3 separate regions of the Sus scrofa genome follow, and regions 1 and 2 are each linked to region 3. Evidence: chromatin contacts called from public HiChIP or PLAC-seq data. All regions are on one chromosome and are shown on one strand. The core of a region is the stretch at or near the end of the contact, and the rest is flanking DNA. Distances in the headings are between cores, read along the strand shown.

Region 1 (4,193 bases), core at 961-3,460, 200 kb after region 3:
TTTGGGAGGCGGTTTGACTGAGTCTGCATCATCCTGTCCGGAGTTAGGAGCGGTTCGGACTAGCCTCAGCCAGTGATAGACTCTCGTTCCGTCAGGTCTGTGATTTGTAAAATACACGCCATGGATGCAGCCCTCGGCCCTCGTTATTGGCTGCACAGTATCCTTTTTTAGCAGCTGGCCCATTTTCTTGGATGACTCGGTCAGAGAGTGGGCGCAGTGGTGGCGAGTGACAACCTCGTGCCGATGCCACCTTTGTTTTTGCTTCTGCCTCGTGCTCTTTCCACAAACCAATTTCCAGGTGGTCAGTGAAATTGTTGCAGACACCGCCCCCACCGCCCCCCAGTGGATCGACATCCATCAGGGGGTGCCAGTTGGCCCATGGTCCTCCTTCACCACACATGGGCAAACCACGCAATCCCCTTCACCGCCATGAGTAGAAGGTGTGTTAAGAGAACATTTAGGGAGTTCCCGTCGTGGCGCAGCAGAAACAAATCCGACTAGGAACCATGAGGTTGCAGGTTCGATCCCTGGCCTTGTTCCATAGCTTAAGGATCTGGTGTTGCCGTGAGCTGTGGTGTAGGTCGCCGACGTGGCTCGGATCTGGCATTGCTGTGGCTGTGGCTGTGGCCAGTGGCAACAGCTCTGATTGAATCCCTAGCCTGGGAACCTTCATATGTCGCGGGTGCAGCCCTAAAAGGACACAAGACCTAAAAAAAAAAAAAGAAAGAAAAAAAAGAGAGAACATTTGGCATTTGTGGGACATAAAACTGCCTTAACTGAGGAGAAATCTTCTGGAGCCGTGGTATCATCACTCCAAGACCTAAGCTGCCCCAGGAGCCCTTCCCTTTTAGACGGAGTGCCTGCTGAAGTTCTTACACCTGAGGGCTCTGCCCTTACCCAGGAGACGGGAGTGGGCGCCAGTGAGTGCTGTCAGGAGAAGCGGTTGTCAGAAAGAGAGGGTGATGGAAATAGATTTTTTTAAAGGCCTTCAGCCTGTGTTTTACATGGAAATTGAGGGCAGAAGGGACACCAGGAAGACCTCACACCTATTCAAGATTTGCTTCTATTTCCCTAACCCTTTAATGTGGAAGTACATCCAAGTAGGAGCAGTGCCCTAGTTTCAGGGCTACTGTAGGGTGTATCCACGAAGTAGGCGTCTGCGGCGGCCTCGAGGGGAGGTTAGAGGCACCCCCCTCTGGAGTCTTCTGAAGGACAGACCTTCTTGTGAGATGCACTGGGCCTCCCTGCTTCCTGCCAAGAACAGGGCGTAGAGAGCAGAGGTGAACTTGCTGACCCAGGCCCTGGCTGTGCCCCTGAGAAGGCCTTCCTGGTGGGTTCTGGTTGGGTTCTGATACTGGGTTCAGCTCTTTGGGGAGAAGATGGTTTTGAATTGTGTTTCTTGGCCTGCAGAATAGCACGGGGGCTGTTGTATGTATTGGGGAAGGAAAGTGACTTTGTCTTCTGAGGAAGAGGATTTTCCACATAAACCTGGATCCACATCCATCAGGTTTTTGCATGTTCCCACCATCTGTCAGTAGCTGATACTATAGAGGAAAAAAAATTGACTTCTCTGATGACCCCAGCCAGTTGCCACTGACTTCACTGGGGGGAAATGCATTCTGTGATCTGTGGGGAGAAAAACCTTCCCTGTGTGGCACTCTCTGGGCATGTGGGTATCAAATGAACATCCCTAAATGGAGCCTGGGCTACATACCAGCCCCAGGAGCTCAGAGCATGGGCGCAGCTGTTGCAGGGCTGGATGCCATCCTGCTCCCGGTCCCCACGTGTTTCTAGGACAGGGAGCCCCAGGTCCTGTCTGCAGGTGCCTAGGCCTGGGTCTTAGTGAGGTGGCTGTGAGGCTTGGGGGACCAGTAGAACATCCCCTGCCTGCAAAGCATTGTGGGCCCGAGCTGTCCAGACGAATTCATAGTTTATATCTCTGTTTTTAAATCATTTCTCTACCTTTATTGGTATTCAGAGCTCACAGTTTTCTGGTTACTGTCAGCCTGGGCTTTCATCCATTTTAAAGAGCTATTTTTCCTCTTGCTGTTGATGATGATGGTATAAAGACAGATGGTGTAACTGCTTATGAATGTCCTATTTTATTTCCCCAGGACCAGACAGTTCACTTGAAGACGTATATTATTTCCACATGCTCAGGTTAGGCGGCCCAGACGCTGTCTGCCTCCTGTGGCGAGCTGCCCTTCCAGGCCTCGCCATGCAGAGGGCGACACCTGTAGGTCACACTTGAAACTGCAGGGAAGCACCTCCTGGGCTGAATGGGACCTGGTGTTCTCGCAGGGTGAGGATCTGCATGTAAGCGAAGCTGGCTTGTCCAGGCGTTTCTCAGTTGTTCCTCATTCCACCAAGCACACAACACCTTTTTGGCGTCTAATATATTAGAAATGATAATATTAAATCTAAAAACTGAAAAAGAAGACGACTCAATTTTTCATTTTTCTATCTTGCTTTGTAGGGCCGCACCCGCGTTATATGGAGGGTCCAAGGCAGGCTAGGGTCGAATCTGAGCTCCAGCCGCTGGCCTACACCACAGCCACAGCAACGCCTGATCCGAGCCGCATCTGCGACCTACACCACAGCTCATGGCAGCGCTGGATCCTTAACCCACTGAGTGAGGCCAGGGATCGAACCTGCAACCTCATGGTTCCTTGTCGGATTTGTTTCCACTGCACCACAGTGGAGCTCCTGATTTTAAAATCCTTAAAGAAAATGGCAAGGGAGGGGAAGAAGGAGAGAAGTAAAAGAAGTTCCTAAGTTTACCCCTGTCGTCTCCCCTCGCACTGGAGCTCAGCTGCCTTCACTTTTCTGCGTGTAGCGGGGCCAGGGCAGAAGAAAGCCAAGACCCACGTAGGCTCGTAGAATATGGGCTCCAGGAGTGTCACAGAGTGCCATGCGGGTTCCTTGCGCCTTGCATGAATGATGAGCTTATTCCTCAGGCTCTGTCTTCTGAATAGATTGGTTTGGAAAGGTTCAAAGAAGTGGGGTCAGTGCCAGAGTGACCACGAGTTCTTAACGCTTGGCTTGAATGGCTGCAGCCCGTGTAACACACGGCAGAGAGACACTGGCCTTGGAGATGCCCCGCCCCCGTGGGTAACTCCTCCCTGCTCTGCAGAGCAGCACCTCCAGACACTGTCCATCACATCAGCGTATTCCCTGTTTTGCAGGCGTCAGACTGCCTCCGTCTAAGGTGCTGATGTTATGTGTGTGTGCCGGAGAGGAGGGCCCGTGAGCCATCGCTTTGCATAATCGCGTTTGGTTAGTGTATGGGTACTTAGAGGTATTTTGTATCATAGGATGTGTTAGGGCAAATGAGTATATTTTAAGAGACCTAGCTGCTTGGGGTAGACCCAGTTTAATAATACTGATTGAATGCTAGTATCCGCATTCGAGGATGGATTTTATAATAGAGTGTGGAACAGGTTTATCAAAAGCCTAAACATGTGCATTGAACATCCTACCTGGACATAATTAAGATGGGGTAACTTGCTTGTTACTGCTCAACTAGCACTTTCTATGGGTATTTTTCTCCCCTAAAGGATACGGAGTGTTCACGTGGTGCTGTATAGCCGATGGACCTCAGACCAAAGCTGCCTGATCTTTCTCCGTTCGAACTAAGGGTGGGCATGGGGAGACTCAATGGTAACTTTCCTGTACACTGAGGCAGGAGGAGACCTAGACGTTCGGTGTAGGAGCCTCTTGGTGGGGCAGAAGAATGATAGGCAGCATCTTCTCTCGTCCGGGTTCCCCACAGCTGCCTCCTACCTCCCCTCTCGGTGGTCATGAAGACGTGTTCTCTGACCCCTAGTTCAGTTTTCCAGTTCTGGGACTTCTACTGGCTTTGGGGGAAGAGGTAGGAAAATCTGGCTCCTAATAGATACTTTCTTCCTCAGATGTTTTGTAAACCCTCTGAGGTCAATTTACTTTGAACTCCTTTTACTTCCTGTGTGAGATGAAATTTCGAAGCCATTTTCTGGTGGATCGGGGGGCACTACACCTGGAAATGTTGCAAAGTAGAGCCGGGGCTAGAGGGAACTAGGGCGACATTGAACATAACCCCGAATCCCATCATCCCTGGTCCCATGGCTCTGACCTCTTGATCTCGTGCCGGCCTTGGGCGGCAGACGTGCGCGGCGGGGCCTCTGTGTCTCCACCCAGGAAGGTGTGCTCTTCAA
Region 2 (3,989 bases), core at 1,335-3,834, 170 kb after region 3:
AACCCGCAACCTCGTGGTTCCTCATCGGATTCGTTAACCACTGCGCCACGATGGGAACTCCTGCTGATATTACTCTTTATAGAGAGATTTAAATGTGCAGAAGGGAGACGTGCTGCATGACAGACACAGGCTGTGACAAGACAGCCCTGTGGCTGTAGAGACCGGTAGGTACCAAGGTGCTTCCAGAAGAGAGGTGCCGATGTTCACGATCGTGTCTGCCAGTTGTTGGCGGTGGGTTGGCATCATCTGCAGAGGGAGGGGAAGGCCAGGGGGAAAGGCATGCCATGGCTAGTCGCCGTCGGCCAGGCAGGAGAAGAAGGCAAAGAAAGGGGGTGACGTGGTGTTTGTCATCTGGGGAAACCCTGCGAGCCTGAGAAGGCACCTTTGTGCTCGTGCTCGTGCACATGCACACGCGCACACACACACTCACACCCACACACAGATCATCATTTACAGTGATTAGATAAGAGATGAACTTTTGAAAGATGTCAGAGGAACAACCGGGCTTGTGTAAAGGCCCAGAAAGGAAGATTGACGGAGCATTTAGCCAAATCCTTTCCCACGTGGGAGGGAGACCCGCCTCGTGGCATGACTTAAGAGTTTGTAAATTATGGAGTTCTCGTCGTGGCTCCGTGGTAGTGAACCTGACTAGCATCCATGAGGACGCGGGTTCGATCCCTGGTCTGGCTCAGCAGGTTAAGGATCCAGCGTTGCCATGAGCTGTGGTGTAGGTCGCAGATGCGGCTCCAATCTGGCGTGGCTCTGGCTGTGGTGTAGGCTGGTGGCTACAGCTCTGATTGGACCCCTAGCCTGGGAACCTCCATATGCCACAGGTGTGGCCCTAAAAAGACAAAAAGACCAAAAAAAAAAAAGTTTGTAAATTATGAAAAAGGCAGAAAGGGTCAAGTTTTTGATATTGGTAAAGTGATGAAAAGGGGGAAAAAATGAGTGAAAACTGAAGAAGGTTTTTATAGTGGTTAAATACTTGTATTTGCAACTTCCCACGGGAGAACAGAGACCTTCAAACCAGTACCTGATGAGTCGGGAAGGGCTGTCTGAGCATCACCCCAGATCCCAACTTGGTCAGGGCACCCCGCTCGCCTGGGCTCTAAACCGAAGGTGGATTTTCTGGACGCGAATCTGAATCTCTTAAAAAATAATCGTCCGGGAGCCCAGTATTATTTATCTAAGTCGGGCACGCTGACAGAGAGGACTGGGTCTGCAAAAAGGAGGAAAGCAGTGCAGGGCTGCAGCGAGTGTAGTTGCCCCGGGCTCCTCGGAGTCACACACACCCATGGGCTTCTCCTTGTTGGTGTTGTCATGTGTCGCCCATTTCTGCACACAGGCCTCTGAGCCTCTTGCCTGGGGGTCAGGACCACTCCGGGGCTTAGGTCCCCTGTAAGTGACCTCTCCTGACTTCAGGTTTACCACACGGAGACTCATTTCCTCTGACCAGTGCCCTGTGTTTACTCGTATAGCCGGGAAGCTCTCTGAAGACTGAAGAAGGGTGTTGGTAAAACTCACCACTGCCCTGAACTCTGCCTGTGTTCTAGTCAAGATGCTGAGTTCAGCCTCTGGTTTCTTCTGTTGTAATTTCGTGTGAAGTTAAGGCTCTGTTTTAGGGAGTTCCCACTGTGGCTCAGTGGGTTAAGAACTCGGCTCGCATCCATGGGGATGTGAGTTCAGTCCCTGGCCTTGCTCCATGGGTTAAGGATCCGGCGTTGCCATGAGCCATGGTGTAGGTTGCAGACGCGACTCGATGTGGGCCGGCAGCTGCAGCTCCGATTTGACCTTTAGCCTGGAAACTTCCCTATTGCCTCCCTTAAAAAAAAAAAAAAAAAAAAAAAAAAAAAAAGGCTCTATTTTAAATGTTCTCTATGTCTGCATTTCCCTCTCTGGGAGACAGAAAAAAAGCAAGGCCTTGTGGATGGGCCAACAGATTTCTGGAGATTTCCACCACAACCGTAGCAGGAGAGTTGCCGGAGGAAAGCTGCGCTGGTGATGGGTGGTGGGCTGTGTCCCCACGTGGCCGCACTGAGCCGGTGATGGTTGTCATGGAAACCCACACCCACAGACGGGCCTTTGCCCCATTTCCACCCACAAGGAATGGAATCCAGAGAACTCTCCAGCCTTCGGGGCCTGGAGAACATGGCTGAGCTGGGGAGAGGGAGAGATAAGAGAGGATTGGACCAACTGTTTATTTAGCTGAGCTGGATATTTCTGGAGAGAGGAAGTCAGTTCATCTTTTTGGTAGAAATGCCTTTCTGTGAATTGCTTTTTTAAAAAAACCAACTTCAAGATGAAAGCTAGTTCTCTTTTTGGAAACGTGAAGTTCTCTCGCCAGGTTGGAGGCATCAGTCAATTCAGGGAGGGCTTGTAGGGGTGCAGCTGGGAGCGGAGTGGACAGCGTATCGGGGGAGCCTGGGGATGCCCTGCCGTGGCCAACCCTGCCCATCTGCCAGCTCGGTGGCCTCGGGAGCTGAGCGTGAGAAGCAGACTGAGGCCCAGGTTGAGCCGGGCATGGCTTTCTAGATTAGCTCCCTGAAATGGCCCTGTTTGGATTGGCTTGGAGCTGAGCAGGAGGTGGGCCAGCTTTCTGGAAGGGGGGCCAGCCCGGCCAGCCGGGCAGGGACCCGAGGCTGCCAGAGCCTCTGCCCTCCACCTCGCCCAGGCTGCCACAGCTGGTGCAGAAACAGGGCAGCGTGTCCACGTCTCTCCTTCCCTCTGCACAAATTGGAGACGACTAACCTTGCCATATTTAGTGCAGCGCTAACGGCCACTCGCCTCTAAGGGGTAATCATGCAGGCATAAATTCGGAAAGTTGCTAAGCTATGAGCAGTCTTATGAGCATTAAAAGTGTCCTCTTTGCCAGAAAGGTCATTCATAACTTGGCTACCCTGCTGATGTACAGTCAGTGATATTGATTGATTAATGTATAAAAGCACCAGATCCATTTGCTTCTATGAAAGAGAATAAAGTGCGGTCAACTCACTCTTTATTTTCACCTCATCCTTTTGTTTGAAGGACATTTTTCCCCCTTCTTTTTGTTTTGCTGGCTAGGTTTAAGGGGGTTACAAAAAGCCAGTTTCTGCCAAGTAATGTGTTCACAAAGGGAACATTGATTCACATCAGTGTCGCTTGAATTACCCTTAAAGGTTTGCCAAGGAGTTGCTCTTATATTAACCTTCTGTTCGTGAAGGGAGAAATAAATAAATAAGTCTTAATGTCAAGTTCATTGCTTTGGATTTAGTCTTGGACCTGGTCTAAAATAATTTCTTCCGTGGCTGATTGGGTTGAAGGGCATTGCCCAGAAAGTCCCTTGTTTGTTTTGGGGGTACCAGCTGGGGGCAAGGGGGCATAAAGGGAAATGAGCCCCCCCCAACCCCGCCACCACCGCCTGAGCCCTCCTGGGCACCAGATCAGGGAACAGACGCCGAATTTACTTCCAGGGCAGAGATTAGTTCTGATTGGCTGCCTCGCATTCAGACTGCGGCGCTGTGGTCCCTTCCCTCCCTCTCGCGGGCTGTTCACACGATCAGGTGGTGGAAACAGCAAGAAAGACCTTTGTCTGAAAGATGAAGGATTCTGGTGGGCAGAGCGACTTGGCTTCTCAGCCCCGATGCAGTGAATTAGTTACCCAGTCTAGAGAGTCATCCTTAAATTTCCCAATTCTTTACAGACCTAGCAGGGCAGTAGCCTGAAACGGAGGAAAAAGAACTCTCCTTGCCTTTTTTTTTTTTTTTTTTTTGAAACTCAGAGTTTCTGTAGTTGTCGTTATTGTTTTAATTTTTCCGTTTTTCATGCAGTCTGGAGAATTTCCTATTCTTGAAAAACCAAAATGGTGGTGGTGGTTTCTTAAGACCTAGAACATACGGATTCACCTATAATTCAGTGAGCCTTGGGTATCACATGGGGGAACGCATTTTGCCACCTCATGGGCTCTGTTAACTAAGGCTTCATTTTGATGAGCAATGCCCAGAAAATAGCCC
Region 3 (4,329 bases), core at 1,227-3,726:
ATGTATGTCAGAGAAACTGTTGATTCCATGCGGAAGTGCCAAAGTGGCAAATTCCCTCTGAAGAGGTCTTGTTTTGGTTAGGGATGAAAATAAGTTTTGGTCGAGGTGTCACCCCAGCTTTTGTGTGGTCCTTTATATTTCTAATGATACAGAGGTCATAGCTTACCTGCCCGTGGATTACGTGTTAAATGTGTGCCTGTAACAAAGCCAAGCTTGACCAGGCCTCGCGGTGTTTGTAGCTGGTGCCCTGGTGCCGGATTTAGATAAGGGCAGGGACTCAGGGTCACTTTCAGTTCTACTTGTCAGGCCTTTGAGGGGCAGGAGGCCGGTGACGTGCCTGCCACTGGGGACTGGCAGTTTCAGGACAGATGCCCTAAGGGCCTTCAGCCCAGGACCTCCACATCCGCCCAGGCTGCCTCAGAGCTGGTTCTTTGGGCTTTCCAGCTATTATTTTATTGATATTTATCTGTGGGCCCACAGGTTCATGATGTCACTGGATTGGGAGGCTTTTCCCCTGTTAAGAAAAGTTAAGGCAAAGCAGCAAAATCAAAGTTCCCGACAGTATAAACATTTTCATATTGTCTTTAATTTATCTGATGGGTGGGGAGTTGCTTCCAGGTAGGACCTGGGGGCCGGGAGTCTGCCTGCTCCTTAAGACTTTTCCAGAGCCATCTCTGGATTGTGTGTGCCGCGTTACTTGTGTTATTGCTCGCATCATCATCTTCATGTATTATTCATAGTCCCTTTTTCAATTAAATTATTAATTGGTTTTCTGTAAGGTGTTCTCAACTCATGTGGCTAATATAAATAATAGTGTGTTTTGAAAACACCACCTGTTCTTGGGCCTGAAGTCAGGCGGTCTGGAAACAGCTCTGCAGTGGCCATACTGGTTTACAAAATCATCCTCCACTTTCCTTTTTTCCATCTCCACTCCCCTCGCCACCCCCCCCCACTCACTCTCTCATGTGTGACAGAATTTGGCTTGTGCTCTCCTTTGTCCCTAATCGGACATGATTCCCTAGAGGCAGTCTTTGCTCCCTGGGCCCCAGCTGGAAAAAAAAAATTTTTTTTTTTTTTTTCCCTGAGTCTCTTACTTGGGCTGAAATGTAGAGAGGGGTTGTCTAGCCCCAACAGGTAAGATATGTTCATTTGAACCTGAATTATATTGGGCCAGATGCCTTCTAGTTTTCATCACCCCTTTCCTCCTGCATCAGTGTGTGCTTAATGCTAATACGATTCCATACATACAGCGCTTCGCCTCATGAGCTTATTATATTTCTAACACTTGCACGGTTCATTATTGTGCAGTCAGAAAGGACTCTCAAGGCTGTGGGGCCAGCCTGGGTGGGTGGCTTTCAGAAAGGGTAAAAGCAGGTGCTTTTCTATGCAGAGAGTCGGGAGTAAATTCAGACCTAGCAGTGGGATTCTGGCAGGGGGACAGGGGACTTCCGGTGAGATTTCTGTGGTGCTGCCTTTGCATGTCAGAATGGAGAAAGTGAACCTGGGGCGGTATAAAAGTGTCCAGCAATTGCTTGGACCAACGGGGCAGCCCCATTAAATTTGACCTGGGTGGTAGAAGCTCCTTACGCAGGGCATGATCTATACGTCTTATCTGTGGCTTTTAAGGCGTCTTGTTAAAGATACTGTAAGGTTAATTGCAGGCTGCGACTTTTCTTCCCCTCTGTCTTTCTCTTTTTTCCTTCTCTCCCATGAAAAACTATCCTTAAGCTGTCACTGGAGAGCAGGGGATGTTTTTTATAAGTTTCCGCAGCTGAAAACAGAAGTTCTCTGTAAAGCAGTTAATAGGATGGGTGTGTGTTGCAAATAAATTCCTGTCCACATTGGCTAATGTCCCCACGCTAGAGTGGCCTGGCTGTGACGTGGATGGGGCCCAGAGACCCATGGCTCTGGTCCGGAGGCCCCAGGCTCCTTGTTGTAGCCGAGGGCGCGTCCCTTTCTTCTCGCCCGATTCTAGGCCGGCCCCCGACTTTTGATGAGTGAGGGGTCAGCGCCCGGGGAGGACCGGGCTTTGTTCCCGCCCGCCCGGCCGGTTCTCCGCGCGGCGCAGGCCGAGCCGCCCAGGGCTCCTGTCCCCGGGTGCGCGCGGCCCAGCCTGCCTGGAGGCCCGTGCCCGGAGCGCGGCCGAGCGCTCGGGCCTCGCGCGCCCGTGTGTCCCTGTGTCCCCGCGGGCGCGGCCGCAGCCCAGCACCCGGCCTACGCCCGGCACGACTGTAGATGTCAGGCTTTGCCCGGGGAGCCGAGCGGCGGCGGGGCTGTGAGTTTCAAATTAACCTTCCGCTTTGTTGCCGTGTAATGTGGATCCCCGAAGGCCCCCCGCCCCGCCTGCCCCCCTTCCCCGGGCGGTGCGCGCCGCGAACTGCGAGTTGAGCTTCATTTACATAAAGCCATTCCGGGCGGGCGGCGGAGCCGGCAGCGGGCAGGCCGGGGACGGGGACGCGAGCGCCGCGCCCCGTGGGTGAATCCCCGCCTCGCGCCCGGGGACCTGCCCTCCCTCCCGGGGAGGGGCGACCGCCGGCCCGGCCGGGGCCGCGAGCATGAGCCCCCCTCCCCTGCCCCGGGCCCCCTCGCACCTAGCCAGAGCCAGCTCGGAGCCCCGGGGGCAGCGGGAGGTGGGGAGAATGCCGCCTGGGGTGGGTGCGTTCGGGGCTCGGGTGCCGCTGGAATTTCCCGTGGTCGCGCCCGCCGCGGCCCCCGGACCTGCGAGTGCCTCCTCCCTCTGGAGGTGTGCGGAGCCTTTGTGTGCCAGGTGAGTGCAGCCTCCCGCCCCCGCCGGCCCGCCTGCCCGCGGGTTCGCGCAGCCGGCCTAGAGCTGCAGGCAGGTGCTGCGAGTCTTGGCTGAACTTCCCATTCTCTTGGGGCATGTGGGGGAAGGGCAGGCTGGATGCACCTGAACTACCTGACTCCCAGTTGGAACCTACCTGGGGTGAGAGCCTCTGCATCGCGCTCAGCACCGAGTCAGGCCCTTCCTCCTTCCCTCCCTTCCATCTTTCTTCCCCTCCCTTCTGCCTTCCTTATTTTGCTTTTGGATTAGTTCCTGCCGGTTGAATATTTGCGGTGCTGGTGTCATTTAGAAGTTTGGGTTCCATTGCCTAAAAATGCACCCTTTTCATCACAAGAGAAGTCACCGGCCAGTTGGAAACAATGCGAAGAATGCGCTTGTTGGGGAGTAATTAAAGGGAGAATCAGAGTTCGTGGAGCTGGAAGGCACCTTTGAAGATAGACTCATTTGAGTTTGTGGGCACTCTGGGAAAACCAGAGCTGCGTCCATTTCCATGGAAAGCGGGGTGGTCAGGAGGGAGAGCTGAGATGTTTGTCCTGTTAAAAGAAGGGGAAGAAGGCCCAAGTTAGGTCAGTGGCAGAAGAAGACAAAAGTAATCATGGTAGGCTAGAGGGGAAAGAACTTTCTGGAAAATGGTCCTTTCTGCTTTGGACATACCTGTGTGATAATGATGGGAAAATGCCCAGAGGGCAAAGATCACAGCCCCTGCCTGCCTGGTGCATTGCCTGGCACTGAAGTGCACGTGCCATAAAGTGGTTTAAATGCAACTCTCAAGCAGGTGAATCCAGGGGGGTCATCCCTTCCTGCACCCACTATTTGAGTCATTTAACTGGCCTGGAGAACTATAGAAGCCACCGACAGATAACCTCAGAGAGGGCTGATGGCCCACTTGGGCACCGGGAGAAGGCCTCTCCCTCAGTCCTGGGCCTGGATGGTGGAATGCATCAAGGCAGAGCAAGGAAGACAACCTTAAGCCTCGAAGGCAGATAGTGAGGAAGTTTCCCGTCGTCTTATTTCACCCTGTGCTTTGAGATCCTTGGCAAAAGGTGACTAAATACATGGAGTATAGTTTAAAGCTCGCGCTGGCTGGAGAACTTGGTTTCTCTGCCGTCAAGCAGCAGGTGTAGAGTCGGCCCCTGGAGTCCCCTCATTCCTAAATTCAGGAGGTGTCAAACCTTCATGTTCTTTTAATGGCTGTGGTTTCTGGATAGGTTTCAAGGGGAAAGCCTAAAAATCACGAGCTCCAGCAGCCTGGGCTGCAGAGGGAGGCGTGAGTGCTGGGGGCAGAAACTGCAGCTGAGAGGCAAACAGGCACCTTCCAGGGCAACCTGATCAAGACAGGCCGAGGCCTGGAACCTGGGCCTGTTCCTTGTTACCACAACAGCCACTGGCGGCCTGAGATTCTGAAGCCTTCTTGTCGCCCAGCCTGAAAAGCAATTAGGGAACCAAGGTGGTGGAATGTGAGGGAAGTCAGGCCACAGAGGTTCTCAGTAACATAAGGGTCTCAACAATGGGGTCATTGGAGAGAG

What was found. HiChIP or PLAC-seq counts read pairs in DNA pulled down with a chosen protein or histone mark.
Region 1: a contact with region 3 is called in an H3K27ac HiChIP or PLAC-seq map of skeletal muscle, with 5 times the contacts expected there. The contact joins the enhancer-like site here to the promoter of ZFHX3 in region 3. A contact is called at or near these places in 17 of 47 Hi-C or Micro-C datasets (adipose tissue, brain, embryonic fibroblasts and 10 more) and 2 of 2 datasets of contacts at active chromatin or transcription factors (alveolar macrophages and skeletal muscle).
Region 2: an H3K27ac HiChIP or PLAC-seq map of skeletal muscle shows a contact between it and region 3. The contact joins the enhancer-like site here to the promoter of ZFHX3 in region 3. A contact is called at or near these places in 9 of 47 Hi-C or Micro-C datasets (adipose tissue, embryonic fibroblasts, fibroblasts and 5 more) and 2 of 2 datasets of contacts at active chromatin or transcription factors (alveolar macrophages and skeletal muscle).

What each region holds. Positions count from the first base shown.
Region 1 is chr6:15,742,193-15,746,385 of Sscrofa11.1, reverse strand. All of the region lies in intron 4 of ZFHX3 (zinc finger homeobox protein 3), which reads left to right. Among named protein-coding and RNA genes, the nearest start is that of ZFHX3, 200 kb to the left of the region's middle. Within about 2 kb of position 2,210, at least 7 of the 83 cell types and tissues checked have an H3K27ac peak or open chromatin away from gene starts, as enhancers often do. A contact at or near this core is called in fetal skeletal muscle, omental adipose tissue and skeletal muscle, where this site is marked.
Region 2 is chr6:15,768,081-15,772,069 of Sscrofa11.1, reverse strand. The region is part of intron 4 of ZFHX3 (zinc finger homeobox protein 3); the gene reads left to right. Among named protein-coding and RNA genes, the nearest start is that of ZFHX3, 170 kb to the left of the region's middle. Within about 2 kb of position 2,584, at least 15 of the 83 cell types and tissues checked have an H3K27ac peak or open chromatin away from gene starts, as enhancers often do. A contact at or near this core is called in omental adipose tissue and skeletal muscle, where this site is marked.
Region 3 is chr6:15,939,448-15,943,776 of Sscrofa11.1, reverse strand. ZFHX3 (zinc finger homeobox protein 3) reads left to right here and starts at 2,476. Exons shown (of 10, transcript XM_021097088.1): 1 at 2,476-2,767.